Linked DNA regions of Mus musculus: all the other regions are linked to region 1. The links are chromatin contacts, called in public promoter capture Hi-C maps. All regions are on one chromosome and are shown on one strand. The core of a region is the stretch at or near the end of the contact, and the rest is flanking DNA. Distances in the headings are between cores, read along the strand shown. Region 1 holds the start of Pnoc (prepronociceptin). Region 2 holds the start of Ptk2b (PTK2 protein tyrosine kinase 2 beta). Region 3 holds the start of Ephx2 (epoxide hydrolase 2, cytoplasmic). Region 4 holds the start of Clu (clusterin).

The links. Promoter capture Hi-C pulls out the DNA fragments that hold promoters and counts their contacts.
Region 2: a promoter capture Hi-C map of stem cell-derived epiblast-like cells shows a contact between it and region 1, with 4 times the contacts expected there. The contact joins the promoter of Ptk2b here to the promoter of Pnoc in region 1.
Region 3: a contact with region 1 is called in a promoter capture Hi-C map of hippocampal neurons, with 2.7 times the contacts expected there. The contact joins the promoter of Ephx2 here to the promoter of Pnoc in region 1. A contact is called at or near these places in 2 of 39 promoter capture datasets (cranial neural crest and hippocampal neurons).
Region 4: a promoter capture Hi-C map of embryonic stem cells shows a contact between it and region 1, with 2.9 times the contacts expected there. The contact joins the promoter of Clu here to the promoter of Pnoc in region 1. A contact is called at or near these places in 8 of 39 promoter capture datasets (the C10 cell line, the HPC-7 cell line, HPC-7-derived erythroid cells and 6 more), 3 of 15 datasets of contacts at CTCF or cohesin (embryonic stem cells, large pre-B cells and stem cell-derived epiblast-like cells), 18 of 484 Hi-C or Micro-C datasets (B cells, the C3H10T1/2 cell line, the G1E-ER4 cell line and 9 more), 1 of 115 datasets of contacts at active chromatin or transcription factors (astrocytes) and 2 of 9 other capture datasets (embryonic stem cells and liver).

What each region holds. Positions count from the first base shown.
Region 1 is chr14:65,421,770-65,429,104 of GRCm38.p6, reverse strand. Pnoc (prepronociceptin) reads left to right here and starts at 3,633. Exons shown (of 4, transcript NM_010932.2): 1 at 3,633-3,967.
Region 2 is chr14:66,276,537-66,283,871 of GRCm38.p6, reverse strand. Ptk2b (PTK2 protein tyrosine kinase 2 beta) reads left to right here and starts at 2,820. Exons shown (of 31, transcript NM_001162366.2): 1 at 2,820-2,989.
Region 3 is chr14:66,121,107-66,128,441 of GRCm38.p6, reverse strand. It overlaps Ephx2 (epoxide hydrolase 2, cytoplasmic), which reads left to right and starts at 3,920. Exons shown (of 19, transcript NM_007940.4): 1 at 3,920-4,107. The coding sequence starts at 4,007.
Region 4 is chr14:65,964,672-65,972,006 of GRCm38.p6, reverse strand. Clu (clusterin) reads right to left here and starts at 3,524. Exons shown (of 9, transcript NM_013492.3): 1 at 3,319-3,524; 2 at 155-275. The coding sequence starts at 248.

The DNA.
Region 1 (7,335 bases), core at 2,384-4,883:
ACAAAGGACAACCACAGCATCAACCATCAGTTGCTGTCCACCTTGTTTTTAAGACATAGTCTCTCATTGGCCTTGTATTGCTATTTGCCATGTAGACCAAGCTGACTGATGGGCCAACCCCAAGCCCAAGATCTACCTGACTCACTCCCCGAGGCTGGGATTCTAAGTGCGTACCATAGTTTTGGTTTGTTTGTTTGTTGTTGTTTGTTTTTTTCAAGTGGACTCTTTGGTGTCAAAGTCAAGACTTCACACTTACAAGGTAAGCACTTTACCAACTGAGTTCGTTTCCTAGAGTGTCTGTCCAGTCAGGGAACAATGGACGACCTGTGACTCTCTAACTAGTCACCATGCTTGTGCAACAGCAAAGACGAGGGCCTCACAGCCAGCATCAACCCTCCCGGGCTCACTCTCTCCTTCCCCTCTACCTTAGAAATAGCCTGATGTGCCCCCCCCCCCGGAGCCTCACCTCTCCCATTTGATAAACTAGAAAGAACAAGTCAGAGTTGGTCACCCTTCACTCTTGCTTTCTCCTTCCCTGGCTGGAGTAGGGGTAGGGTAGAAACTTCTCTCTCTCTCTCTCTCTCTCTCTCTCTCTCTCTCTCTCTCTCTCTCTCTCCATTCTAAGAATGAATGACAGGTATTCTGTTCAAGAAGATTTCCCCCTGGATATAACAGAAACTTCAAATCAATGGCTTAAACAAAAGTGTGGGCTGCCCCTATACAGCCATCCTCTTTTGGACATGTGACTGTCGTGTCTAACCTAACTGGCCCTGGACAGCCAAGACATACACAGCCAATCCATGGAGTTCCAACTCCACACTGAGGCCTCAAGAGGACTGTGCTGTGCGTTGCCCTGATTTAGTGGGGTTTGCTTACACTGGTGCTCCAGCCTCCCTGTGAGATTGTGTGAGCTGGGACCTATGCAGGCAACAGTAAAGAAAGAATTCAGGAGGAGAACTGAGCCAGTCTCTGCAAGCCAACCCGCTGCTGGGTGCTGATGAGCGAGAAATCCACACTGAGACCAGAAGGACCTCCCCGCTGAGCCCAGCCTGAATCCCCAGCCCGCAGAATCATGAGACAAGCAAGGGTTCTGTTCTCTGCCTTTGGCATTAAATGCAGCCCATAACTGAGCCCTTAAAGACTGTAGAAAAGAAACATCTACATAAGACTGTTCAATTGATTGTTGTTTTATATCAGCTTTTATAATACTCATTTTTATTATTACAATATTTATAAATTTTAAAGAATATGATTAAAAAAGACCGTTGAAATAAAGGTTTGAGGGGTTTTTGTTTTGTTTTACTTTATTTTTTTTTCCAAAAACAGTGACTATTGGAAGTCTAGATTCAACATGGCAGGTTCATAGCCGAGGGGGACCCAGAACCTTCTGTGTTTATTTTGAATCGTCTTTAGCCTATGAATTTTGTGATGGCTAATTTGATTGTCAACTTGATGGGGTTTAGAATCACTATGAAAACAAACCTCTAGGTGTGTCTGTGTGAGAGTTTCTCAACTAAGTTAACTGAGGCAGAAAGATCCATCTGAAGTCTGGGTAACAACATTCCTTTGGCCAGGATCTCAACCTGAACATACAAAAAGGAAGGAAGAAAAGGAGGGAGGGGAGTAGGAAAGAAAGAAAGAAAGAAAGAAAGAAAGAAAGAAAGAAAGAAAGAGAGGGGGGAGGGAGGGAGGGAGGAAGGAAGGAAGGAAGGAAGGAAAGAAGGAAGGAAGGAAGGAGAAGAGAGAGGAGAAGAGAAGAGAAGAGGAGAGGAGAGGAGAGGAGAGGAGAGGAGAGGAGAGGAGAGGAGAGGAGAGAAGAGAAGAGAAGAGAAGAGAAGAGAAGAGAAGAGAAGAGAAGAGAAGAGAAGAGAAGAGAAGAGAAGAGAAGAGAAGAGAAACTGAGCTGAGAACCCACATCCATTGCTCTCAGCTCCCTGACAGTGGCCACAATATGACCGGCAGCATCAAACTCCACCCAATTACTTCCCACCATGAAAGACTGCACCCTCAAACTGTGAGCCCACACATACCCTTTCTCCCTTAGGTTGCTTTTGTTGTGTGTCTGCTTCCCAGCTATGAGAAAAGTAGCCATTGTACAGCTTTCAAGCTCAAAGTTGCCTCAAGATCCAAGAGAGCAGCTAGAACTCCAGCCATCACGCGTGTGCTCCAGGAGATAAGCTTGAGGGAGGGAACACACAAGCCTCTGTTAGCTGAGTTGAGATCTTTAAAAGACCTTCCTCAAAATCCAAACCTAAAAACCAGCAGCATGACTTTTGGTGACTCGAGCTACACAAAAGGCTAGGAAAATACAGGGTTTTAGCTGAGTACACTGTCACTTTAAGTAAAATCAAAGACATGGCTCTATAAAGAATAACAAGGGATGGAAAATATTGGGCAGCCACCCAGCAAGAGCTACCACAGCGTGTACAAGATGAGGCTCCATACCCAGGACCAGCAGGGTGCATAACTATCTCTCCACGCCCCATGTCATGCAGAAAGCGTGTACTGGCTGCTTTGACCGTAGTGACCACGTGGACCTCAGAGAGCTCTGTGCCAAGTGGGCATGCTGGTTCCCTGGGCCTTTTCACTAGGAACATGTGTGAGTAGGAATTTCGTTTTCAGGGCTTGTTCTTAACCTGGGCAAGTGTTTGCTGTTCACTTTTTGTTGAGATAGAATTCCTACAAGGACAAAATTCACCATTCTAAATAACTCTTTCATCACACTTAAAAGAAACTCTGTACCCATCAGTAGCCAGGGCAGGTGCTTCCCTGAACCCTCCTCTGCCCAGTCCCCAGTCTACCAAGAACTAGACTTGCCACCTGAACAGGTGCTTGCTCTCCTCAGATGATGAAAGCCTTGCATTCTGGAATGTTTCAAATCTTAGGAAAATGAAGAACAGGGTCCTGGTGCAGTTCTCCCAGGGGCAGGGAAGGGAGATCCTCAGAGATGGGGTACACTCTGAGCACTGGGACTCCAGCTGCCTGGGTGCCACCTGTCCGCAGGCCACTCCCTGCCTGGGCTAAGAAGAAGATTTGGGTTCCACAACAAGGGCTGGGGCATCTTCAGCAGCCTGCAACATCCTAAGGTGCAGCGGCAGCTTGGAAACCTCCCAGATACCAATGTGAGACTTCAGGTAGCACCGATTACAGGAAAAAGATGGTGAGATAGGAGAGAATGTGGCACTAGCATTTAATAAAGGCCTCTGCGTCCCAAACACAAACAGAATCTCATCGCTCCACTCCCGTCTTGGGAGTTGGTGCACCCATTCTACAGAAGGGAACCTGAGGCCCACCGGACATGCACCTGCTGCAAAGGAGAAAGCTGCAGTCTCAAAGCCCCTGCCGAGCTTGTGCTCTGATCTATACTGTGCCGCGCTGTGAGCACCTGTGGAAAATGCTTCCAGAATCACCCCGGTGTGGCCTAGCCCTTGCCACCCCAATGGGGCCAGGACATTAGGAGGGGTCTCAGCTGAGCCAGTGGGAGCTGGGCGTGAGTTCCCCCTCCCTCCTGTGTGCTGCCTGATCCTCACTCCTCAGGCGGAGAGGTTATTGGAGAAGACTCCAGGTTTTGGGGTCTGCCTTATCCCTTGTCACCAGGAGTCTGTTTTTCTGAGTGACTTGCCAGCTCTCCCTAGGCTGGCCATCCTCACAGTGGCTCTGAAAGCAGCCGGAGAGGCAGCTGAGGGATCCTAGCTGATCGGGAGTCCAGGTGAAAACAGGCTAGAGGCTGCGTTGATGGGAGGCTGGCATGTCACAAGTCTGAACGCGGAGCAGGGGAGGGGGCCAGGCAGGCAGGATTGTAGTTGGGCTGTTTGGTTGATGAAGGGGGTCAGCGTAGGCATGTGTCATCATCGAGGTAGGCAGGGAAGGGGAGGGCTGTGCGTGGGGGGAGGATATATATGCTGGTGTGGCTGACACAGAGGAACAAGCCTCACATCTGAGAGAACCCTGAAACGGACAGCGTCAGGTAGGCAATGCATGTGGCCCCAGCAACCAGCCGGTCGACAGTATCTGCCCAGAGCCTCTCCGGAGAGCAGGGCAGTCTGGGCAGCTCCTCCACCCCTGTCTTTTGTCCACTGTGGCTGCTTGCTGGCCTCTTGTGAGATTGTGGCTTCATTCATCTTCTCAGTGTTCCGATGGTGGAGAAGGGGGAGGGCTGAGGGCTGGCTAGTCTCAAAGAGAAATGCGAAAGAAAGCTGAACTTGGAAATGAGGAAAAGTTTTGCTTCCCCAGTTGTGGCCGCTACTGGGTGACGGATACACATGGAAGAGGTGGCTGCGGGCGAGAGGGTGGACACTGGGAGGGGGCTTGCCATTCAGAGGAGCCCTGGGAAGCCCCTGGAGCACACCTTATGTCGGATTTTTGTTCTGTGGCTTCCTGCCCTTTGTGCAAACTGTCGTCTGGTGTCATTGAATCTGATGTCATTCTGGTTCTCTTACACCTTAATGGAAATTGTCAATAATGTGGGGAAAGACAGATCCAAAGGCTGAGCTTCACCTGAGTCCATGGCTGAATGCAGTCAGTAGCCGGCAGGGTGATTTTCGTGGTCGTTTTTTTAAAGGCATGACCTTGGTCCTCTGGATCCTGGGTTGTTCCCAGGTATCCTCTCTTCCTTGACATCTTTCTCCCCACTGCTCGTCTGTCCCACCTAAAAGGTCTCTGCCCAGATTGCATGGAACTCTCCCAGGTCAGGGAATCTGAACTAGCACTGCTTTCTCTCAGCCTCCTCCTCCTCCTCCTCCTCCTCCTCCTCCTCCTCCTCCTCCTCTCTTTGTGTATTTCTTTCCCCTCCCTTCTCTACTCATCCCCTTCTCTCCCCCATCTCCTTTTGAACTTGGAGAAGTTCGGGGGTGGGGGGATTTCAAGTAAGGCAGGATGATTCGGAAAAGGGGGCTATTTAAAGCATGCTGCTTTGGACTTGAATACCCCAAGCCTGGGCTTAAACATCTGTGTTTAGCTTCCTCCAGCAGCTCATAATTGCCCCAATTATAACCAATAACATTGTTCAGCAGACTAACAAAAGCTGAGCTCCACACGGCATTTGCCAGCAAGCCCAAACGAGAGTTTCCATCTCAGAGGGAGAAAAGTAACTGCCCGGCTTCGTATCAAAACCTCCCAAAGAGAACGCTGTGATTTCTCGCAGCCTGTGGGTGGATGCTGCACACACCCCTCCCTTTTCTCATTTGTGAAGCCTAGCAGGGAGATATTCTACAAGCTTCCATCAGTGCCATGATACCTTAACAGAAAGGAGTCCTGTTCCTCCGGCTCGCTGAGTCTTCTGCAGGAGAAACTGCCCCAGACATCATCTGAGTCAAGGATACAGCCGCACGTCTCCAGGTGACCCCCAGCACTGTCTGTGGAAAGTGCTCTGGTGTAGCTAAGGGTCATCTTCTTCAGGAGTGGCCGCCGCTGCCTTATCAGCTGAAGTCTGAGGGCACTTAGGGCTGCAGAAAACTCAGCAGGTTTTGCATTGCCGGTGAAGGGAGTAATTGCAGGATTAGACGTTAGCCGAGCCCGAGAATGGAGCTGTCACCAAGCAATTCCGTCTTCAATCAATCAGGTATTTATCAGCTACACCCCACCAGGCAAGGGAGGCACGGGGCTCTATAGACTCAGCAGAGATGCTAATAACAGCACTTTATTTGTGCAATGATTTACGCGCTTCACACCCATTATCTCCAGCAACAACCCTGGAAGGCTAAAAAGAAAGAAAAAAAAATCATTATCTCAAGAGTTGCAGGAACAGGACCCAATGCAGCAAGCGCAGCCCGGAGCAGCTGTCCCAGGTCTGATGCTCACTCCCCTTAAGATCCGTAGAGCTTGTAAACTAGTAGCAGGCACACACCACTGACTGTTAGGAAGCAATGCAAGATAATGGGATAGCACAGGGCTGGGTGTGATCAGTCCTACACTTGAGGTCCAGAAAGTCAAAGCTGGATGAATTTAGGGTACTTCCTCCGGCAACTGATGCCAGTGGGAAGAGAGGTAGAATTCGCATGGGAGAGGATGGATCCAGGGTTTGAAAGCAGCTAGGACAAAAGCCCAAAGGAAAGGCAAAGGAATTGATCTTTCTCTAATCCAGGAATGGCGTACATTAAGCTAAACTTGGATATATACTTATTTCATCACACACACACACACACACACACACACACACACACACACACGGTGACCATGACCAGTTTAATCCTGTATTGTTCAATCCTGTATTGTGTACTTACAATGATATGCTTCGAAGACCCTTCCTTCCCCCCTGACTCCTCCACTCACACAGACCATAAGGAAATGTTTGTTTCCTGTGCGCTGGGTCATCAGATGCTTTAGGAACAAAAGAACACATCTCAGGAATGAGCATCATCACGACATCGGCTTTGGGGGGCTTGAGTTCCTGAGAACAAAGGGATCTTTGAAACAGTTCTGTTTCGATACCTTCATCTGCTCCCACCGTCTCACATAGATCTTACATTTTAACCACAAACTCTAGCTGTGATAGTTGGGGCACACCAATTTGAGGGAGCAAGGGGACACAAGTTATTTTCTGAGCATCATAACCCTCGAAAGGTTACACCCACTTTGAACCTCAACTTCCCATGGCCCTGGGTCTGTCAAAATCCTGGCAGCTGCCTAGGCACTGCAGCAGCATAGACCAGCCAGGTAGGGAAAGCTGGGCTTGCCTTCCTGCCAAGCAGACAAGGCTCTGCAGCCTACAGTGTCACAACCAGCCTCTCTCCTCCTCGTGCTGGTCCTGTGATCTTCCCCCATCCTGTCACCCCATTCATCCTTTCATTCATCCAGCTGAGAACGTGCGTGGGTTCCTGAGAGGAGCAGTGCACGCGCCTGTAGCACTCAGTCACCAGCTTTCTCCCAACTCACCATCAAAGTCACAAAATGTGAATGAACCTAGACCAGTAGTCTCCAAAGGGGCTTACCTACCCAGATACCTACTAGGCGACTAGAAACTGAGGTGTTAAATTGGTTTTTATCTTATTACAACACACACACACATTTCCTCTGCAGGCACATATTGAAGCTAGAGGTCAACACCAGGTGTCCTTCCTCCTCTACTGTTCTCCGACATATTTACTTGAGCAGAATCTCTGACCAAATCTCAGAAGCTCAGAGTTTAGTTAGAGTGACTGACAAGCAAGGCAGCAGGCTCTGCTTGTCACTGTCCCCAGCCTCAGCACTGGGGTTACAGGCACACAATACCACTCCTGGCTTTTTACACGACTTCTGCAGAATCCAAGCTCAGGCATTCATGTTGTGTAACAAGCATTTTATAGACTGAACCATCTCCCCACCCCCTAAATCTTATCTTTCTTAATTTCTCCATTA
Region 2 (7,335 bases), core at 1,571-4,070, 860 kb before region 1:
GTGAGTTCTAGGACAGCCAGGGCTATACAGAGAAACCCTGTCTCGAAAAACAAACACAAAACAAAAAACCAAAAAACCAAAACAAAACAAACAAAACTACTTTCAGATTCCATCTCACCAGCTAAGGCTAGCTGGTTAACAGAAAACGTCTGTGTCATTCAGCCATAAATCCTGAGGAAAGAGTTGAAAGAATACAAGTTAGACACCACAGAGACTCTTGATGTCCATGTTTGCTGGATCTATATGCACAGAAGCCAAGGTATAGAGTCCACATGGATGTCCACCAACAGATGAGTGAGAGAAGACAATGTGGTACACAGACACACACGAGTTTTATTCAGACACAGAGAAGAACAAACAATTATGTCATTTTTTTTCTGAAAAATAAATGAAACTGGACATCACTGTGATAAGCAAAATAAGCCAGACTCAGAAAAATATCAAACGCTTTCTTTTATATGCAGAATATAGATTTTAATAATTATATAAATTGACCTTGGTGGTGCTGGCTGCTTATTCTTCCTATTTAGCCAGAGGAAATAGTGAGACTGTCTAGGGCAGCAGTTCTCAACCTGTGGGTTGTGACCCTCTTTGAGACTCAAATGGCCCTTTCACAAGGGTCACCTAAGATCAACAGAAAACACAGATATGTGCATTGTGATTCTTAACAGAAGCAAAATTACAGCTATGAAATAGCAACAAAGGTTATTTTATGGTCGGGGCGGGGGGGGGGGGGTCACCACAACACGAGGAACTGTACTAAAGGGTGGCAGCGTAGGAGGGGTGAGAACCCTGGAGGAGAGTGAACACCAGCCCAACAGGCAAGACACTGGGTAGTGAGTTAGCAGCAGAGTACCTGTTATAATGAAATATGCTCGTTTTTTTAAGAAGTGACCAAAAAAAGTGCTCAGAGAAGTTTGAAGGAAATAATATGCCAGGTAAAGAATACAACGTGTGTGCACACAGAACAGAAGACCTTACTAGAGCAGAGATATGGCTGTAGTTCATATGTGTGCCCACATGAGGGCAGCACACACAAACCCAGCTAGTCTTCAACAGTCAGCCAGCTGCCATTCCCTCAGGTAGATCTCGCTTTACACCACAAGACGCTTTACCCACTCTTTCCCAAGTGCAAGGATTCAGAAAGCCACCCCCTGCCAACACCTTACGCCACCCCACTGCTCACACCCTCTGGTAGTTTTTTTTGTCCTGTGGTCATGTACCCCATACGCTGTTCACAGTCTTCACTGCTCCCCCAACTCTACCCCTCCACTTGTCTTTGAGTGCAGATAGTTGATAAATGGGGCCCTTCAGGATGGTAGAGAGGGTCCTGCTGGCCCAGCAGATGGCAGGGTATATTGTGGTGTTGAGGCATTTGAGGGTGGGTGACGCTAGCTTTAGATAGGGTTTTTAGTAGACATGGAGGATACAGCTAAAATCTACATTTTGTTACATCTTAAGACATATGAACTTTATAGCTTTAATTGATTTTATGATTATTGCTATTGGTTTTTCGGGACAGGGTTTTTCTCTGTAGCCTGGCTGTCCCGTAACTCACTCAGTAGATCATGCTGGTCTTGAACTCAGAATTCTACTTGCCTCTGCCTCCTGAGTTCTTAATTAATTAAGTCTGCTTTCTCTTGAGAAGCCATCACCACCACTCTGAAAGATGAGTGTTGGTAGCTTCTGATGGTCTCCTGGGGCAGCAGGTCTGTTGAACTTGGAGGTGGGGTAGGGTGAAGAAGTGTCATCATGAAAACTGTGGCTTTCACAGGGAGTTGGGCAGCTTGATGTTGCAGTCTCAGGACTGCTACTATCAGAGACAGAACTGTGACTAAACCCCAAACCCCAAAGGGCACAGGATAAAGATGTCTGGGGCAGGGTCTCCTGCTAAGTCCAGCTCACTGACCTCCACTTAGGAGAAAGTCAGAATCTTTCTCGGGCTAGAGAAGTAAATGATGTCGCAACTTAGTACTTTAGATCTGCCTCAAGTACCACTGCCTTACTGATGCAGTAAAGAGATGGCCAGCCTCTTCGGAGGGTCACGGATACAAACTGATGCAGGGAGAGGGCCACAGAAGAAAATCATTGTAAGGCTTCTCTAGTCTTTTCTGGTTTTGTTGTTATTAATGCTGGGTTGGGGTTGGGTTTTGGGGTTTGGGGTTTTTTTGTTTGTTTGTTTGTTTGTTTGTTTTGTTTTGTTTTGTTTTGTTTTTGAGACATGATCTCTTTCAGCCTAGCCTCATCTTGAACTCACCTCATAGCCAAGGATAGACCTCCAGAGCGTTGGAATTACAGATATCCACCACCTACACTCAGTATTATGCCTTTGGTTCTGGGAATGGAATCCAGGCTAGACACACATTCTACCGTCTGAGCTACATTCCCAACCCCTTCCCCGACTGTTTTGGGACTGTGTTCTGGTCCTCCAGGGTCTGGGCTCAGAAACCCAGTCCTAGGTGTTTCCAATCCTGTACCAGTCATATCGGGCATCCCTAATATTTATCTGACCTAGGGTGAGGGCCATTTCAAGGTGTGGAGCCATGGGGGCCACTGCTGAGAACATGGGTCAGGTCTGGTGACTAAAGGCTGCAGAGAAGGGTGCCTGGAAGAAGCCAGGTGTGGTAGGAGTTGGAGGTCAACCAACTGCAAGAGGTCCGGAGCACCTGAGGACCCCAATTGGGGCCCTAAGGCAATGGGCTCTGGCCCCCGGGTCAGCCGGGCAGCTCCAGGAATTGCAGGCGGCATCTATTTCAGAGTTTATGGTAAGAGGTTGGAGCCTGCACACACAGACAGCACACCCCACCCTTTAAGGAAGTGGAGAGGAGAGCAGCAGGGGTGTGGTTAACGACCGAGAGGAGGAGGGGGAAAAACAACCTGTCAGCCTCTTACTCAGCCTCTGCAGGCAGAGCCGCGCGTCCTACCTGCGGCGGCTGCGCTCACCTGGCCCAGCCCGGAGCCCTGGCCCGAGTCCGCGCCTCGCCCGAGGGTAAGTCCTGCGTGTTCCTACCCAGCGCCGGGGTCAGGGACACTTCGATCGCTCGACTTAAGTGGAAAGCTGGAGAGGGTCTACAGTTCCAGTCCTTCGGGAAGCTTGAGAATTCCTGGAAAGGTAGCCAAGGACCCAGAAAGTCGGAGGCGCGGAGCAGGTGCTTTCCCTGAGCTTGCCGCCCTGAGCTAGGGGGTTAGGGAGGGCGCTAGAGAAGGCATCTATTTTTGGAGTTCTTTTTAAGACTAAAGGGTGTTTCTCCCTTTTTGTCCTGTTATCTTATTCAGAGAGGGGCGACTAGGGGCACGATTGAAATCGGCTCAGCAACAATGCTTGTCTCTAAAGGTTGGATTTGGGAACTCCGAACCCAACCGAGGGCTTCAGAACCCAACTTCAGCTCTAGCTCAGACCTCTGCCCAGGCACGGCGCGCTCTTCTCCACAGTGCCCTTCGGCACCCATGTGGCCTATCTTCCCACCCCTGCACCACCCCTATCCCCAGCCTCTGGGACGTTTTGTTTTTGTTTGTTTGTTGTTTTTTTTCCCTGAAGCTGGAGCTTTAAGACAAACGGGGTTCTCCAAGAGGAACCATACCATAGTGTGTGTAGTGTGTGTAGTGTGTGTGTGTGTGTGTGTGTGTGTGTGTGTGTGTGTGTGCGTGTGTGTTCGTGCTGAAGTTCCAAAGTTCACACCAGCCGCACTGGCTCATTTTGAAGCTGCTTTCCCCATGCCCCTTGAGGGTTAAGTTCTGGGCTGCTGTTCCTGCTGCCAGGCTGTGCGTGGGCAAAGCTTTGGGTGGGTGAACAGCGAGCATATGGGTGACGTTCTGAGGCCCACCAAGTCCTGCCACCTGCCCTCACCCTCAGCCAGATGACACCAATATCTCCCATCACCCCTATACTGGAAGCAAGATTCCGATTCCGCTGTGCTCCTTGAAGAAACCAAGCTGGGACCTGAGGGTTGGGTGTGTGTGTGTGGGGGGGGGGCATTAGCCCGGGAGAATTGGAAAGCAGGAGGGAGAAGAACCTTAGCAGATCTTGTACCAGTCTGGAGCCCGCTGAGACAATGCATGGTTTGGAAAGGGTAGGGGTACCAGGCAGCCGCAGTGTGCTCAGGTCAACAAACTCTTGCGGTTCACAGTAGCTACCGGGTGGGGGCGGGGGCGCAAGAAATGCAGAGCAGGGGGTGGGGGAAAAGTGACTCACGACCCTAGGAAGGAAGGAAGAAGTCACATTCATAAGAAAGACCTAACTTTGGCAGGACAGTCTGCCTTCTTTCTTTCACTTACTAGCATCCTTCCTGAACCCAGGTACTCCTGTCAGGTGAGGGGAGACGGAGGAGCCTGTAGCTCCAGCTGCCCAGCTAGGGCGGAGCTAGGATGGGCGGGACTGTCGTGAGAAGAAATGAAGTTCCACCAATTACAGTGCCAGAGGGTGGGCAGGGCTGGGCAGGGACAGGTCCTGAATCTGTGGCAGAAGCAACTAAGAGAACTGAAGATCAATAGGGATTAACTAACCGAGGAGAAGAAAGCAGGTCAGAGCCTGAGAAGTACAAATCCAAGGGCTAAGAGCGGCAAGAGATACCGGGGAAACCGAAAGTAGCCAAGAAGCCCATCTTGTTAGGAGCCTAGAGTTCAGGGGCCAGGAGGAGCTGCAACCTTAAATAGAGGATGCTCCCCAGCCTAGGAAGGCGTGCTCAGGCTGCCATGGCAACTCCTCTAGGAGCAAAGCTTGGAACCTCAGGCTGCTTGAAACTTCCCAGGGTGCCTCCACTCCGGGATGGAGGTGCCAGATTTAGCAAATGAAAACATGGGGCATTCAGATTTGAATTTTAAATGTACAAATGTGTTGAAGACTTGGTTCTCAGCGTTAAGTATGTCTCATGCAGTATTTGGGATATACCTAATACTCCGGCGTTACTCACAGTTTATCTGAAGCTTTACTGGATGTCCTGAGTCTGTCTGGGACGCGGAGGCTGATGTTCTTCCGTCTAGACTGCGAACTAACCCAGCACCTCAAGAGCAGGCTCAGGGCATATTTATTTTGTGACAAATCCTGACAGGTCCAGTTGGAGGCTCATTCTAGGACTGGTCATGATATTGCTATTGAGAGAAGAAAAGCAGCACCCCAGACAGCTTACACATCTGCACAGCCGAGGGAGGGTCTAGGGACCGTGAAAGCAGCTTAGTCCACTTGGTAGTAACTTGGAAAGACACTGGACCAATGGTCCTAGATTCAGACCTATGGGGAAACTGTTGGATTCGCTGAGCCTCAGAGCCTATTTGTCGAGGTTTAGGGTAGGAGCCTTGATAATGTATGAAAGCCCCACTTGAGTGCTATGTATATTAACTTGAAACGACACATTCACAGTGACGGAAAGAGCATCCACAAAGTGCCTGGGGTGCCATCTTCTCCTGTTCGAATTTATAGAGTGTCTGGAGACCGCAGGGAACCTGCATTGGCTTGGTTCCTGTTTCTAGTGAGAAAAGTTTGTCTCTCAACAGAGGCGGGAGGGAGAGTGAGACAAAGTTATTTCCTCAGGGTTCCTTGCCCATCCAGGACCCTGCTTCAAAGACAGAAGAGACAAAGGGCTCTCTTCCTGGAGGGCAGCAGGTGGGGAGAGAGGACTGGCTCAAACCTTAATTAACTGGAGAGAAATATGGATGGATGAAAAGAAAATGTGCTCAAAACACCCAAAAATGCACCATAAAATTAGGTTTTCATTATCGTTTGTTTTATAATAACTTCCTTATTAGAAAACTCAAGCTGGGGCAAGAAGAAGGAAGGGCACCCAGTGAAACAGGTTCTGGCTTTAATGAGAACATTCCTAAGGAGACCTCCTAAAAGGGGAGAGAGAGAGAGAAAGGGAGAAGAGAGGGGAAGGGGGAGGGAGAGGGGGGAGGGAGATGGAGGGAGGGAGGAAGGGAGGGAGGGAGAGAGAGAGAGATTCCCTTGTGTACTAATGGGTTGTATTAAACGGTCCTTTTCTTCAGTGATGAATCTCTGCCTCCCCAGCCCAGCCCATTTTGTCCCCAGTCCCTTAAGGGTGCCATTTATCCGATAGAAATAGATATATTCTGCCAATGAAACATTCAAATGATATGTTGTTTATATTTACATGCCCAGGGCTGTGCTAGATCTCACAGAAAAGGCAAGTGTGGCTACAAAGGCCCACCAGGTTTTCAAGGAAAAGAAGCATTACACACACACAGAGAGAATGTGGATGCATGTGTGGGGTGCAGGCCACACAATCTATCAGAAGTCATTGCTCCCCCACACTTCTAACTAAGATGGACAAAGTTCCTCCTAGCATTCCTCCCAGAGTTATCATGCCCAGCTCAGAGACGCTCAGGAGCTTTTGTGTGCAACATTCCAGCCTCACCATTTTTCAGGAATAGAAATCTCCCTAACCCAGGGCTGCTTAGCCCTTCCTGATTGGTGCAGTCCCCAGTCTCTCATACACAGCTGGGGATTTATTATCTCAGACTACCTGGCCTGCCGGGGCAATGGGAACTTCAGGGAGTTAACTAAGAGGCGGAGACCAGAGAGGCACAGCTGGGATGGTTTGAGAGTCAGAGCAAGGATGAGAGAAGGGAGGGGTGTGTGTGTGTGTGTGTGTGTGTTGTGTGCTTCTCTTATCTTTCAGGCTGGCCTCAAGACAAGGGAGGGAGAGCAGGACCCTGGTAACACTAAAAAACAGGAACTTAGGATTACAGTGACTAACTGGACCTTCTCTGTGACCTTCTGGAGGTCATTTAGCTGTGGCTTCCTTATCTATAAGGCAGAGGTGGTAAGATGATGTCATCTGCATTAGCCAGGACACAAATAAAAGAGAGGTGACAGCTGCCATCACCCAGGGCAGAACAGGAGAGCTCCCTATTGCCCCCTCCTGAGTCCTGTGCTGTGCTGGGTCAGCCTGTGAGTGTCAGAGCATTGGAAATCTAGTGGAGAAGCCAGGCCCTGAGAGCACTGGGGCTGTAGACATGCACCAAGAAGTATAGACTATTGTTTTATTAATTAATATTATCCCTGAGAAGGGATACTCACATACCAACTTAATAACCTCTGCCATACATAAAACACAACAGACACACAGTAGATACTCAGAAGTGTGAACTCTCCCATGTCTTGAAATTTATGGGCTACATCTGAGCCTATAAGAAACTACTGGTTGTTGTGGTTGTTGTTGTTGTTGTTGTTGTTGTTGTTGTTGTTTTGTTTGACTGTGTAGCACACAAGTTTGTGGTGGGGCAGGGATGGAGTGGGTGAGGGGGTCGAGCAAGTGCCTGTGTATGCTTGGTATAGGTTAGAGGTCAGCCTCAGGCATTATTATCCAGAATGCCATCCAT
Region 3 (7,335 bases), core at 2,671-5,170, 700 kb before region 1:
CCCACCATTGCTGAAAGAAAGTTCCAGCACATACCCCCGTCCCCTCAGGTCATCCATTGTCATGTCTAGTCTCAGATAGAGGCACCAGATCCAGTGTCCTATGACCAGTCTTGGGTGCGATGCTTTGGGAATTGCAGCACCTGTGGAATCTACCACAAGAAGGCAGTGGGCAGAATGTGAGAACTATCCTAATTAGAGAGAAGCTGTTTGAAGGAGCTGTGTGGCTCTGAATGACAGATGCAGCTTCCTGTCTGTGGGTGACCACAGACACTGAACAGCTGAAATATAGTGATGGACATTCCTCGTCTCAGTCCTCTGGAAGCAACTGGCCCCATTGGGAATTCAAAGGTCCCATGAACCGTACTCACCAGTGGCTCTTACCTTTTGTCTGCTACCCTTACAGATGCGTCCCAGCTGCATACAATAGTACATGGTTCATAGTAAGTACTTTGTATATATTTGCTGAATGAACCAAAGGAATTTCCCACTAGAAATAGCATACGATTAACAGACTAAGCATCAGGCAGAATGTGGACTCAGTGCCTCTAAGAAGTTTGAGCTCAACTGAAACAGTCACAGCAGAGAGAGCTCTCAATGTAAGTGCCTCATCCAAAAAAAAAATCAAGTGAGGTTGGGGGGCGATGGAGAGGCGCCACAGTGGTTAAGATCACTGGCTATTCTTCCATCTGGATTGCACTCCCTCAGCACCTACACGGTGGCTGACAGCTGTCTATAACTTCAGTTCCAGGGGACCCAACACCCAACATCTTTCTGCCAAAACAACTAAAACCATCTCCTAAACCTTCTTCCTGAAATTATTTGAATCCAATCAGGAATGTTACAAAGTCATTAATTCATCTAAACAGCATTAATTCATGAAAGTTCATCTTCATGTTGATCTGCAGGAAATGTACCCAAAGGATGCCCAGGACTCATTAGACTATGTAATGATAGCAGGAAAGTCATATCATCAGGGAGAAACAATCCTGGGATGAAGTCTTTCAGGCTGTGCCTCCCCAGAGTGCACCCACTATAGCCATGGAAACAGTGGGCTATCTCCAGGAAACTCACTTGCTAGACAGAGCCTGTCCTGGATGGCTTCTGTCAGTTGGGGGTCACCACAACATGAGGAACTGTATTAAAGGGTCACAGCATTAGGAAGGTTGAGAAGCACAACTCTAGAGGCTCGCAGAGAGTTGCTGGGCTTCGGTTTCTATTTAAAGCTTGAAGAAGCTAGTTCTATCAGTAGCAAAGAATCAGCAGCAGCAGCAATGGGGGAAATGAACTTCTCAAGAGTGAAGGCTAAGATAACAAAGCAGTGACCCTTCCTTCCAGGTCTTTTTATCTGGGCTGCTACCAGAAGACGCCACCCACATTTCGGATAGGTCTCCCCTCACCAACTAAGCTGACCAAGACAGCCCCCCATCCCCCCAGGTATGCCCACCATCCAACCTCATTCAGACAAATCCCCATTCTGAGTTGTGTCAAACTGACAACTACAGATTTCCATCACGCTAACCAAGGATGATTGCTGTTTGAAGATGGAATTTCATTTTTTGAGACTTCACAGTTTTCTTTTTAAGGAGGGGTTTGTGAATTCCATTTTTCGTAGCCATGTTTTTCTTCTTTGCTTTGTAACTGTTATACACATATTCATTTGGCCTCAGCAACACTCTACCTGTCAGAATGTAGAGGTGTGCAACAGAAACCACGTTTGCTTTTTCAAACCCATGATGTATTAACTATGAGTAATTGGGAGGTGTGTTAAATATTGATAATTGTCAGAAGTATTAAATATGGGTGATGAAACAGACATATAAAGTATGAGTCATGAGGTAGACCAACAAAATCTCTGAAAGGATTTGTTTCCAGGCAGCCAAACCTTTAAGAAAGAAACACCACCAGGGATCTAGAAGCTGCTACCTCTGCCCCAGTCAGCTGACTGGGAACCAAGTCAGAGCATGTGGCTCAGTGGGCAGCCAGGGGTAAGCAACTCTAAGGTCTTTGGATGGAGTAGCTGGGCCAAGGTTTGTGTTAAGTAGTAACATAGGAATCTCCTGTTTGGGGGCCAACTGTCTACTATCATAACAATACCAAAGGTTATTAGCTTAGAGAAGGAAAGGGTATTTTCTGGTTCACAGATTTGGAAATGTCTTCCCACGAATGGTTGACCTCATTGACCTCAAAGCAACAGTACATAACAAAACCTGTCACCTCAGGGACAGAATGCAAAGGAGAGAAACAATGAGGGGCCAGGGTCCCAATATATTCTTGAAAGACGTATCTCCAATGACCAGAAGACCTCCCTTGGGCCTTCAACTCTTCAAAGTTTGGCTCTCTCATAACAGTGCCATTGGTTGGGGGTCAAATCTTTAGAGAAGATTTAACCAAGTCATAGGCTCTTGGAAGGAGCCGTTGTTGAAGGTGAGACCAAAGCAGAGTTCAGCCTTAGTCTGGAGCCTTGGAGGACCATTTCATGGCCAAGCAAAGTTGTTGGATGTGCAAATCTGGAACTCAAAGGAAAGTCTGTCAAATCAGAGACTTATTTAAGAGTTTGTATACAAGCTTATATATGCAGCTGAGGTTAACACTGAGTGCTTGAGCCTTCTACCTCTGCATCTGGAATGCTGGAATTACAGGCAGACGGGACCATACCCAGCTCACGTTCTCTCTCGTTCTGTCTTCAGGCCCAGGACCATCTCCTTCCTTCCTTCCTTCCTTCCTTCCTTCCTTCCTTCCTTCCTTCCTCCCTCCCTCCCTCCCTCCCTCCCTCCCTCCCTCCCTCCCTCCCTCCCTCTCTCTCTCTCTCTCTTTCTTTCTTTCTTTCTTTCTTTTTTTTTTCTTCAGTTTTTCAAGACAGGGTTTCTCTATATGGCCCTGGCTGTCCTGGAACTCACTTTGTGGCCTCGAACTCAGAAATCTGCCTGCCTCTGCCTCCCAAGTGCACCACCATGCCCAGCTATCTCGTTTATTTCTTAAACACTCCATCCACTACAGGCACTCTCAAAAGACCCTTTCTGTTCTCAGGGCAACACCCCCACATTTTCAGCCACTTTCCATTTCTTAGGTGTGAATCTCAGAAAACACAAACTGCCCCAGACAAGACTTGAGGCAAGAAGAGGAAGTGTCTGAAAGACTCACAAAAATTAACCCACAGTAGGGCCATTTCCCACCACCTAACACGCAGCAACCAGAGCAAAGGAAGAAGCCAATTCCCGGTTTCAGTAAGGGAGGCAGTCTTTCACAACAGCCTTGGACTAAACGGTGGATTTGTTAATTAACTCATTAGTAGAGGAGGTTTCTCTTTTTTCTCTTAACTAGGGAGAGCACTGGGCCAAGGGGCAGGAAGGTTCCAGAAACCTCCAAGAAGCCCAGCTCACTTTTAAACAATACAGTGTAGAAAAAGGAAACAGACTCGATTAATTTCTTTTAATCCTCAAGAGAAAAAGTATTCTGGGTTAGCACACCAAGACAGGAGGCTGTCTTGCATTCCAGAAACACTGCTAGAAGAAGCAGGCAGATGTGAGGGGGTTGCAAAGATGTGGACCACATTTAGAGAAGAGGGTCCACAGATCCCAACATACATGGGATATGCCAATCAAGACCAAATACTGAAGGAGAAAATGTTTAGAATATTCCGTCTCCTCCAACCTGCCTCCTCAAGACCCCTCTCTCCCCATACCAAGCCTGTTTCCAAACGGTCAAAGTCTGAGAATTGGGGAGCCTTGGCAGGGTTTCTAGTCCTTAGGCTAAGGAGGAAAAAGTGGCCAAGACCAGGATTGACACTTGGGTGGGACATCCAGCAAGAAGCTCCGGGCTAGGCAGCTGATCAGTAGGCAGGGCAGTGTCAGTACTGGGCGGGGCGGGGCGGGGCGGGGCGGGGCGAGGGGCGGTGCTGAGATTGGCACGACCCTAATCTTAGGTTCCCACAGCCAGCCTCCCCACTCTAGGCCACAGCCTTCCAGCTTCGTGTCTGTGTCAGCTTGACGCTGCAGCCCGGGCCGCCATGGCGCTGCGTGTAGCCGCGTTCGACCTTGACGGAGTGCTGGCCCTCCCCTCTATCGCCGGGGCTTTCCGCCGCAGCGAAGAGGCCCTGGCACTGCCTAGGTAAGGGGAGCCGCGCTGGGTCAGTGTCCCGCCTGGTGCCCTGTCCATACGTCCAGCCCAGGTTTCAAATTGCTTTCCAGGTGAGCCTGGGCAAGATCAAAATCATTACCTGGTGTTAAAATGCCAGCGTGCACGAGTAGATCTATTGCCCTTCTAAATGCTAAGTAATTAAAACTTGCTTTAAAAAAAAACTCCTTCATGAAAAGAGGCGTTATTACCATTTGCTGCCGGATTAATGCTACTGAACTGGGTCTTTAAAATACCCGCCGCGATTTACAAGAAAGTTCAGTCCTAGGCCAGCGTTATAGGAGAACTAGTGCAAGAGCAGGTTACAGAAATGTCCCACAGCCCAGGGAAACGGGAACCTGGGAGGCAGTCACTAATATCAGAAAGTAGTAGCTCTGATTCAGACCGAGGAGGGAGGAAGCAGGAAACAGTAGAAAATGTCTGGAATAAATATATCAAAATATCCAGACATGGGACTGGAGAGACGACTAAAGTTAAGAAAGTGCTCTTTCGAGCCACCATGTGGTTTCTGGGATTTGAACTCAGGACCTTTGGAAGAGCAGGGCAATAGTGGCACACGCCTTTAATCCCAGCACTTGGGAGGCAGAGGCAGGCGAATTTCTAAGTTTGAGGCCAGCTTGGTCTACAGAGTGAGTTCCAGGACAGCCAGGGCTACACAGAGAAACCCTGTCTCGAAAAAAAAAAAAAAAGCAAAACACAAAAACAAACAAGAAAGAAAGAAAGAGAAAGAAAGAAAGAAAGAAAGAAAGAAAGAAAGAAAGAAAGAAAGAAAGAAAGAAAGGTGTTCTTGCTGAACTTTTGAGGCCCAGCAACCAAGTCAGGCGGCTCCGGCGGATCTGACTCCCCCTTCTGACGTCTTATGATACCTGTATGCACAGATGCACACACAAACACATAATTTAAGGCCATTGTTTAAGACAGGGTTTCTCTGTGTAGCCCTAGCTGTCCTGGGACTAGCTTTATAGAGCAGTCTAGCCTCGAACTCAAAAGAGCCGCTTGTCTTTGCCTTCTAAGTGCTGAGACTAAAGGCACCCCCACCACCCAGCTACATGTAATTTAAGAAGTAATAACAATAATTTTTTAAAGATCCAGACATCATTCATTGTATCTGAGTTCATGTATAATTTTTTTCTACTTTTTTCTCTTTTTATTTTCCAAACTTTCAGTTTAAAAAAGATGTTTTATAATCAGAAAGGAGGAAAACATATTTATTTTTAAAAAAATTAAAAAAAAAATGAAAGATCACTCTAGTATCACCCAAGGAAAAGAACAAATGGGTAATTTCAAATTACCACTGAGGGGAAGAGGCCTAAGGGCAGCTTGAGTCTGGGAGATCTGCCTCATTTGATGGTTCTTGAATTCTTATGATAACAAAGGCCAACCGGGATTAACCTTTATACTATAGAAATCTTGCAAGTCAACCCAAAGGATGCAGAGAGCGGCTTGTTTGATCACACTGTAGGTGGCCTCAGCCTTGCTTGATCACACAGTAGGTAGCCTCCCTGGCTGAATACCGTGTTCCTATGCTCAGTGTAGCTTCCTCCCTCTCTGGCTCGTTGTGACTTTGTATCTTCCTCAGCTGCTGTTCTGGAAAAGTTTCTGTCTCAGGGTGAATAAACACATCAATAACTAAGAAGCACAAATAAACAAGTGGCTACAATGTCTATCTCAATGGGTCACACTGCCGAGGCTAATTGGAATTTGACAGAGAACTACATTTGAAAGTGAAAAGCCACCTACCTTGTGCTTGCCCAAAAGGAGCCCTGCATTTGGGTGGGGAAACTGAGGGAGAAATGATGAGCTAGTTTCCAAGAAGTGTGCATGCAAGTGTGCGTGTGCATGCATGTATGCGTGTGCATTCATGTGTGCGTGTGCATGCATGCATGCGTGCACATGTGAGACTATGCTCATTTTTTGTTTTGCTTTTGATTTTTAATCTTTTTTTAATTTAACTTTTTTAAATTATTCACTTTACATCCTGCTCACTGCCCCCCTCCTGCCCATCCCTTCCCACAATCCTTCCCCTCTTCCCCCTCCCCTTCTTCTCTGGGCAGGTCCCGCCCCCTACTCCCCAGGTATTACACCCTGGCATTTCAAGTCACTGTGATGCTAGGCGCATCCTCCCCCACTGAGGCCAGACAAGGCAGCCAGCTAGTAGAACATAACTCATGTACAGGCAACAGCTTTTGGGATAGCCACCATTCCAGTTGTTTGCAGCCCGGATGAAGGCTAAGCTACACATTTGCTATATATGAGGCCTAGATCCAGCCCGTGTGTGTTCTTTGGTTGTTGGTTCAGATTCTGAGAGAACCACTGGCCCAGGTTAGTGACTCTGTTGGTCTTCCTGTGGAGTTCCTATCCCCTTTGGGGTCCACAATCCTTCCTCCTGTTCTGCCAGAAGAGTCCCCTAGCTCCATCCAGTTTGGCTTTGCATGTCTGTGTCTGTAGCTGAGTCAGCTGCTGGGTGGAGCCTCTCAGAGGAAAAACATGCTCCTGTCTGCAAGCCTAACAGAGTATCATTAACAGTGTTAGGGATTGGTGCTTGCCCATGAGATAGGTCTCAAGTTGGGCTGGTTATTGGTTGGCCATTCCCTCAGTCTCTGTGCCTGCATTTCTTGTAGACAGGATAATTTTGGAGTTGAAAGTTTTGTGGGTGGGTTGGTGTCTATGTCGCTCCACTGGGGTTCCTGTCTGGATACAAGAGGTAGCCCCTTCACATGCCCAATTTTATGTGGATATGCATGGATGAATGTTTTAATGTGTGTAAGTGCACGGGTGTGCTTGCTTAACCTGCCTTTTTTAGTCATCTCTCCACGTTAATAAGGCGTTGCCTTTCACTAGGAATTTGGGGTAGCAGTTAAATTAGCTGATATGAAAGCAAATGGGCAGCGGTGTTCTTGACACATGCTATTATTTACCAAATTCTCCATGACTAGAGAGTGATGCATTTAGCATACCACTAGATGATACTTCACACAGCTCCTCTGTGACCAGGGTTGTTCACAGGTGTGTAATATAGAGTAGGCCACAGCAAAATGAACTGAGCTTGGGAGGTCAGAGTACCGGGCTCTGAGCTTGTTTACCCATCAGAGGTATAACCTAACTGTGTAGGTTTCAGAGAGTGAAGAAAATGCCTCTTCCACGCACTGGGCATTTCCATCCTGCCTGCAGACATAACCCTGCCCAAACAAGTGACCAAAG
Region 4 (7,335 bases), core at 2,275-4,774, 540 kb before region 1:
AACATCAAGACAGGACCTAGAGAGGGCAGAGGGCATGGACAGACCCAGGATGTAGAATGAAAACAGCCCTCAGCACTTGGGGACTGAGCTTTGAGGAATGGCCCTGCCCTGGGCCCTATAGCATCCACCAGAGGAACAGTCTCAGCCTACCTACCTTGGAGCTCATTGTCAGAGACCTCCTGCTCTCCCAGGACCATGCCATTGTCCCAGATCAGCAGCAGTGCCACGCACAGCAGGAGAATCTTCATGGCGTGGCCTCCTTGGAATCTGGAGTCCTGGAAACAACAGCAGATGTGTCATGGCAACCCCTGGGCAGCTTCAGGGTTTTCTGCACCCTGCTACAGCTCCCTGAGAGGGGAGGTGGGGTGGGATTGGAACACGCGGCCCTCATCTGTCTCCTCATCTGGCATCACTGCAATCTACTTCTCAAGAACTGGGGAAGAAAGCCAAGATTAAACTGACCCCTTCTATAGACACTGGAGACAGCGAGGCCCTGGGAAGAACCATGGCCCGGCTGCACAGAGGAGCCAGGCTATCTGGAGTTGGAGGGGCCGAGCTCCAAGCTGAGTCCCTTTCTTCCCATAAGAGCCTGAGGCAGGGCAGATGAATTTCCTGTGTCTCCAGAGCATATTTAACATGCCAAATACTAAAGATACCTCTCCCGAAACATGCAAACATCCCTCGCCTATCCCCTTCCATGGTACTGCATCCCCACTCACTGCACAGCCCTGGGCTCCCCTTAGGGGGCCCTCAGCCTCCCAAGGCTATCCAAGTGAGCCTGTGGTAATATGCACACCCTTCCATCAGCACGGGAAATTCAATCCATCTCACCATCTCTGGGCAACGCTTGTGCCACCAGGCTGAGTATGGATTGGGGAGGGGGTGGGGTAAAAGCAAAATGGGAAGGGAAGGAATTTAGGACTGCAGAGAAGGCAGAACTAGAAAGGGGAAGGACAAAGCCTGAGATTAGCAGTGAGCCCCCATCCCCACCCCCACCCCCCGCCCCAGAAAGCCCTTTCAGGAGGACAAGCCCATTGGCTCCAGCAAATTCCTTTCACATGCCTGTTGCCTCTAAGCCTGAACTAGCATACTCTGCCAAGGGGCCACTGCCACCACTGGGCCGGCTGCCCTGAGCCAGGGGACACAGGCTGAAGCCCCAGTATTACACAATGGATCCTTTCCCAGAAGCTGGATTGGTTGCATAAACACACACACACACACACACACACACACACACACACACACACACACACACACCCCTTGCATCTCCAACGCTGCCCAGAATAGCTTATCTGGGCTCACCAACTTCCTATACCCACAGGAACAGGGAAAAGGGAGCGATCTCTCTTCCTGGAATGGCTCACTCTTAAAACCTGCTCTCAGCTAGGCAGGCCCATCAACACACTGGGCAGATCATTAATAGGCAAGGCCTCTGCTGAGGGCTTAATTACGCGCGCAGAGCAGAGGAGGAGTGGTGTGGGAGAAGAGACTTTCCCAGGGATAGGTAGGTGGCTCAGCCAGCCTGGTTCATGATCCACTAGGAAGGCCCTGATCTCATAGACCTCCCAGGTGCTCACTGAGGCCTGAAATGCTCCAGGCAGGGACAGACCCCTTGACACATCAGAGACAAAGCCACAGAAATATCTGTAGGTGGGAGTAGCCTCAAGCATGACCATTTTGGGAAAAGCCATTTAACAGCCTTGGAAATGGCTTCTGATCCGAGGCAGGAAGAGGCAGCAGGGCAGGGCAGCCAAGGAAGACCATTGAATGGGAGGCGAAGCAGTATCAAGATGAGCTACAGGGAGCAGGGAGCTTGGGGCTTGCCAAAGGAGACCTGGGGTCTGGAGAGCCACCAAGTTCCCAAATAAGAAAGGGAGGGTTGCTTGCTCTTCAGCCTGGGCCCTTCTAGAGAATGCCAACGCCCAGACACCTGCCAGGCTCCCCAAGACACACTGCAAGCCAGTAGCCAACCCCCACCCCCACTCTCCACCCCCCAGGAAGAATGCAGCCCTCTGAAACCTCATTTTAATATTCTTTCCTTGACAATAAAAAGTCCTAAATCTCTCGGCCTTGGTTTCTTTATCTGTAAAATGGACCTGATACAGACCTCAAAGAAGCGATCCTCTATTCAGTAAAGCTAAGAACAGACTCCCTCTAGGTCTGCTGGTAATATGGACTCCGGGTCAGAATCTGCTAGTCTCCCAAGTTTCCCGGCGCTGTGGTGTTGTTGTTCCAAGGACAACGCTGCTCAGTTCAGCCCGCTGCCTTCCCTCTACACTGACTTACTTCCTGTCTTCTTTTGGAGGCTGGCCTACTGCCTGGCTGCCAACTACCCTGGGTGCATCAGCCCCACCAGGGCCAAGGACCTCCTTATCTAGTAGGAAAACATAGCCTCTCCCATTGTGGCGTATTTTCTCCATTTTTTTCCAATGCATTTTTATAAACCATCCCTTCATAGGTCCTGTTTTTAAATATTTTTAAAAGTCACACATTTGCTGCTGCCTAATATTCCATTGATTGACTACCATTTGCAGTTTGTTTTACTATTCTCACAGGGTCGGGCACTAAATTGTATGATCCTGTTAAGAGAACTTGTATAGACTCTTGAATTCCTAACTTCTTCCTTTAAAAACAGCACCAGCACCATTTTTAAAACTGGGCCCAGAAATTCTGGAAAAGCCAAAGGGCTTCAGTTTCTTATTCATATAACGTTTGGAGGCTGAGCCTCTAATGGTCTCCAGGCCTCAGATTACCATCTATAAAGTGATCCGGTGGGATCAGACGTCTCGGCCTGGTGGAGCATTTCTCTAAAGAACTGGATGAATGCAGTCAGCTCAGCAAAACGGGTCTGGATGTCTGCAGCACGTCTTTAAATACACAACATCTTATTTATTATGCGCTGTCCCAGGAACTGAAAGGGAGGTCCAAATGCAATGACTCATGCCCAAAAGACAACAGCCACTACAGAGATCCGCACCTAGTCGCGGCGCTGAGCCACTCGCACCCCTGCGCCTCCCGCATCGTACGGCAGGCTTCAAGCCTCAGTTTCCCCATTTTTGCAAAAGGAAGATCTTTGTATGTGGCCTATTGAACAGCTGTGAAATTGTGATCCGGATTAAAGAACACGGAGACTCCCGTGTCTGAGCCAGCGTGCACCCCCTACCCAACCCCATGCTCGGCTGTCTGGTGATGGGGCTCTAGTCACCTCCCACTTCCCCACGGCTGCGCCAGCTTTCCACCTAGCTGCTACCCTTGCCCTCCCATCCCTGCCGGTGTGGCTTCAGCGGCGCTGGGGTAGGAAAGGTGCAGCTGTCTCACCGGTCTGCGGCTTGGCTCCAGTGCGCTCCTCCTGGTGACGCGGGTGGTGAGCACCGGGGAAGCGCCCTATTTATAGCGCTCTGCTCAAGTACACCCCCTTTGGGGCTGGCTGCAAACCTGCGTGACTCACGCCCAGAGAATGCCGGAGAATGCACCAGGAGCTTTCTGGAAGCCTAGAGGTGGGGGTAAGAGGCGCAGCACCCAGCGGGGGGCACCAGGGGGCGCATGGGCATCACAAATGACCGCATTGGTTGCTGTAGGGCCCCTAAATTGGTGGCTCTAATCCCTGAGAGCTACCAAAAACCTCTCAATCAGGCCCCAACAGAAGAGTCTTAGAGGACAAGGAATCCACACACTACACTGGCCTGCTTCCAGCCCAGAACTGGCACAGGATTCCACCGCCCGACGCCCACCTTATTGCATGTTCATCTTCCACATCCTTCCACATCGTTCACTCCTTTTCTTTGCTCCCATTTTAATGGGAGAGTAACAGAAACATAGAAGATGGCGTAGGCATTGTGCTAGGGAAGAGTATACACGAAGTACTTGGCTCCCTAAACGCTGCACTGGGCTGCTTGCTGGTCCCTTGGCAGACAGATGGAGGAAACAGAAGCGGGTTAAGAATGAGACAATGATACATCAGTAATCCCGAAGGCCTCTGCTGTCCCTGAATTCGTAAAGCCTAAGCATGGCTCCCACGCACTTGGGACCCAGTCAAGCAGGGTGGGCTTCACTGCCTCTGGACCTAGGACCCTCACACCTGTTTTCAAGTATACTACCCCATTTTCTTAGGTGATAGAGCCAATGGTAAGGTGTCTATGTTTCTGTAAATAACTGCTCACCGCATGCTCCTGTGGGCAACACTAATGAAATTTATGAGAGGAAGAGAGAGAGAAGAGATAATGGGAGGAAGAAGAGGACAAAGAGGACACGAAAGAGAAATGAAGGAGGGGAATATATATATATGACTATGCCATTCTTAAACTCATTATGTATAATTAATATATACTAATTCAATTTTTTAAACAAAAACTACTTTGTCCCAGACTTGGAACTCACACTGGTTTCTGAACAAGGAGCCTATGGTGGAAGTTCTCCGTGGAGCCCTGCTGCTGAGTAGCTGGGTCTGTGACCAGAGGTGCTGAGAGGCACCCTAGCTGCTTTTTGCTGAGAACAGGGACACCTGTTATGGGCATCTCTGGGAAGAAGGGACAACCTAGAAGCCCCCACCATGCTACTTCTCGGGGGAGAAGCTGAGCTTCCCACTCTGAACCCTGGAACATCCGTGTATCAAATCCCAGCACTCGGGAGGCAGAGGCAGGCGGATTTCTGAGTTCGAGGCCAGCCTGGTCTACAAAGTTAAGTTCCAGGACAGCCAGAGCTACACAGAGAAGCCCTGTCTCGAAAAACCGAGAGAGAGAGAGAGAGAGAGAGAGAGAGAGAGAGAGAGAGAGAGAGAGAGAGCCTGGCATCCCCCTCAAGCTGTCGAGGAACCAATGTAGGTAACACAGTTTGGGTGGCAGGCCTTGAAAACTATGTAAAAGAAACAGACTTGAAGGAGAAATGTGTGGTCGAGGTCTGTTTCCCGTTCAGATCTTTAAAGGAGCAGCCATAGGGCCAGATTTCCATTTGCTCAAGGCCCAGAGACTATGGTGATTTGGTACTTTCCCAAAAGGCAGCCTACAGGAAATGTCTAGGAATGGTCAGAACTGGGCTAAGGCTGGCTACAGTCCCAGCTGTTCCCTGAGGCACCCAGTGCCTTTAGACAAACCACTCTGCCCTTGGGCCTTAGTTTCTTCCGTCTGGGAAAGATGAATCTGAAATGAGTCCTCACTAAGGCTTTCTTTAGCCTAACCTGATTCAATGCCAAGTCTGGGAAGATAACTAACCAGAAAAACAGAGTCAACAGAAACTTGGAGGAATGTTCCCCCCACCCCACCCCCAAATCTTCTTTTTGTTTTCTTTATAAAGAAAAATAAAAAGAAAGAATTATCAGTAATAGCTACATTTTCTATGGACACCGATGTCCTTGTAATGTTTTTCTGATAGCAGTTCCCTCCCTGTTGCCTGTCATGGGCACAGGGTACAATAGCAAAGTCTCTAAAAGTTCTCCTTTGGAGATTAGGCAGGAAGATGTGCCTTAGTCAGCAGAAGTAGGGGATCCGGGGAGAGGGAGATAAGGAGTCCCCTGCCACAGTTACAAGTGTCCACTTTTCTCCTGTTCCCAAGCACACGAGGTTTGGGAACTCAGCCTTGAGCAAACGGACACAAATCTTGAATGCACCTCTTGATTCACGTGTGTGCCCGTGGGCATGTGTGTGCACTTGCATACATGTGCACGTGTGAGACCACAGGACAACCTCAGGTGTTCCTCCAAAGGTGCCTTCCAACTGTTCGTACCTTAGGCAGGCTCTCTCACTGGCATGGAACTCACCAGCTGTACAACAATCCATAAGATCCTGTGCCTGCCTTCCCAGCTCTGGGGTTATAACTATAGGCCACGTTTTAGACGGGTACCAGGGATCCAACTCAGATCCTGAGCTTCTGCCTTACCCACCACCTCATCTCCCACCCTGAGTTTCCAGTATAAGACCTGGTTGACCCTCTTCCTACTTGTATATCAGCAACTCCTCAACCCCCAGGAGTTCTCCTACTTCTATTTGGATGTTCCCAACCTGAGAACTGGGTATTTTCCTTGCAAGCAATTAATTCTTTAGGAAAGCCATCTTTGCCGGAGCTCCCTGGTTCCTGTAAAGGGCTGGCCCTGAGCCCAATTCTGTCCTCAGAAACACACACACACACACACACACACACACACACACACACACACTTATATCTCCCAAATCTGCTCCCCCTGAAGGCCTGGAACCAGAAGCTCATTGCTTGTCTTCATCTGCAGACTCCTCCAGGCTTTGGCCTTCTGACCTTGATGCTCTTGAAACCCCCCAAACCCAGCTCTGCGTTTGTCAATGCCAGGAGTGACCTGGCCATGTAGAGCAGAGTAGGAGCACCCACTTCCTTATCCTGCATACTCCACATTGGCCTTGAGCTGGGAGCTGAGTCACGGGACACGTGCAGCTGTGACAGCTTCAGCCTGGTTTCTTTGCTCTGTGGTCTTGGGGAAGAGTGTTGGGGTAAGTGCAGAGCTTCGTGGGGATCTAATTTTTTCCCCCTTTAAGCTTTGCTCAGCATCTCTGGCTGCCCAAATGTCTTTGCATCTGAGTGTCTACTTGGTGTCCTTTCCTGTACACCTCCACAGCCCTGCCATTAGCCGGCTCAGTGAGCTCAGCACGCAGCCAGGCAGCTTCAGCTACCAACACAGCAATGCAGACATGGACACAAGCAGAATCCCGTGACCCTCACTAAGAACCAGTCTTTAGGCAGTGATTATTTAAGGGCACATTGAATCAATCACATAAAGAAATCACGGATAATAAAATCATAAATAATTGACTCTGCCAAAGGTAGAGGAAGACCCCTTAGGCTCTTTTCTTGGGCATCTGTGAGCTCTAGAAACAATTCATCGGTTGGTCCTTCTCATCTGGGACTTCCCAGGAGAAAGGTTAGTGGCTACTCAAGCCTGAATGACTTATCACATGCCTGGGAAAAGATGATGGTCCTTAAACCATCTTTAGCTTTCCTCATGCTGTGGACAGGCTATGCTTTCTGGATTTCACTTTGAAACTTCTCAGTCACAGCCTTTATCTCCAAACGTTAAGCTAATGGGCCTTGAAAAAAATTGACCCACAGATCTGCTTCAAATCAAGACTACTTCTATAATCACTTAGCACCCAATTATTACTTCATATATGTGCTTTGCTGTGGAACCAGTCAATGGCTAACCAAAAGATTACTTGGTAGCTCTAAATATTACCAATGAGGACCAGGGACATAGCTTAGCTGGCAGGCTTGCCTAACGTGCATGAGGATCTTGGTACAATTCGCAGAACCACATACTCCAGTTGTGATGGCACATGCCTAGAACCCAGCTCTCAGGAGGCACAGGCAAGAGAAGCA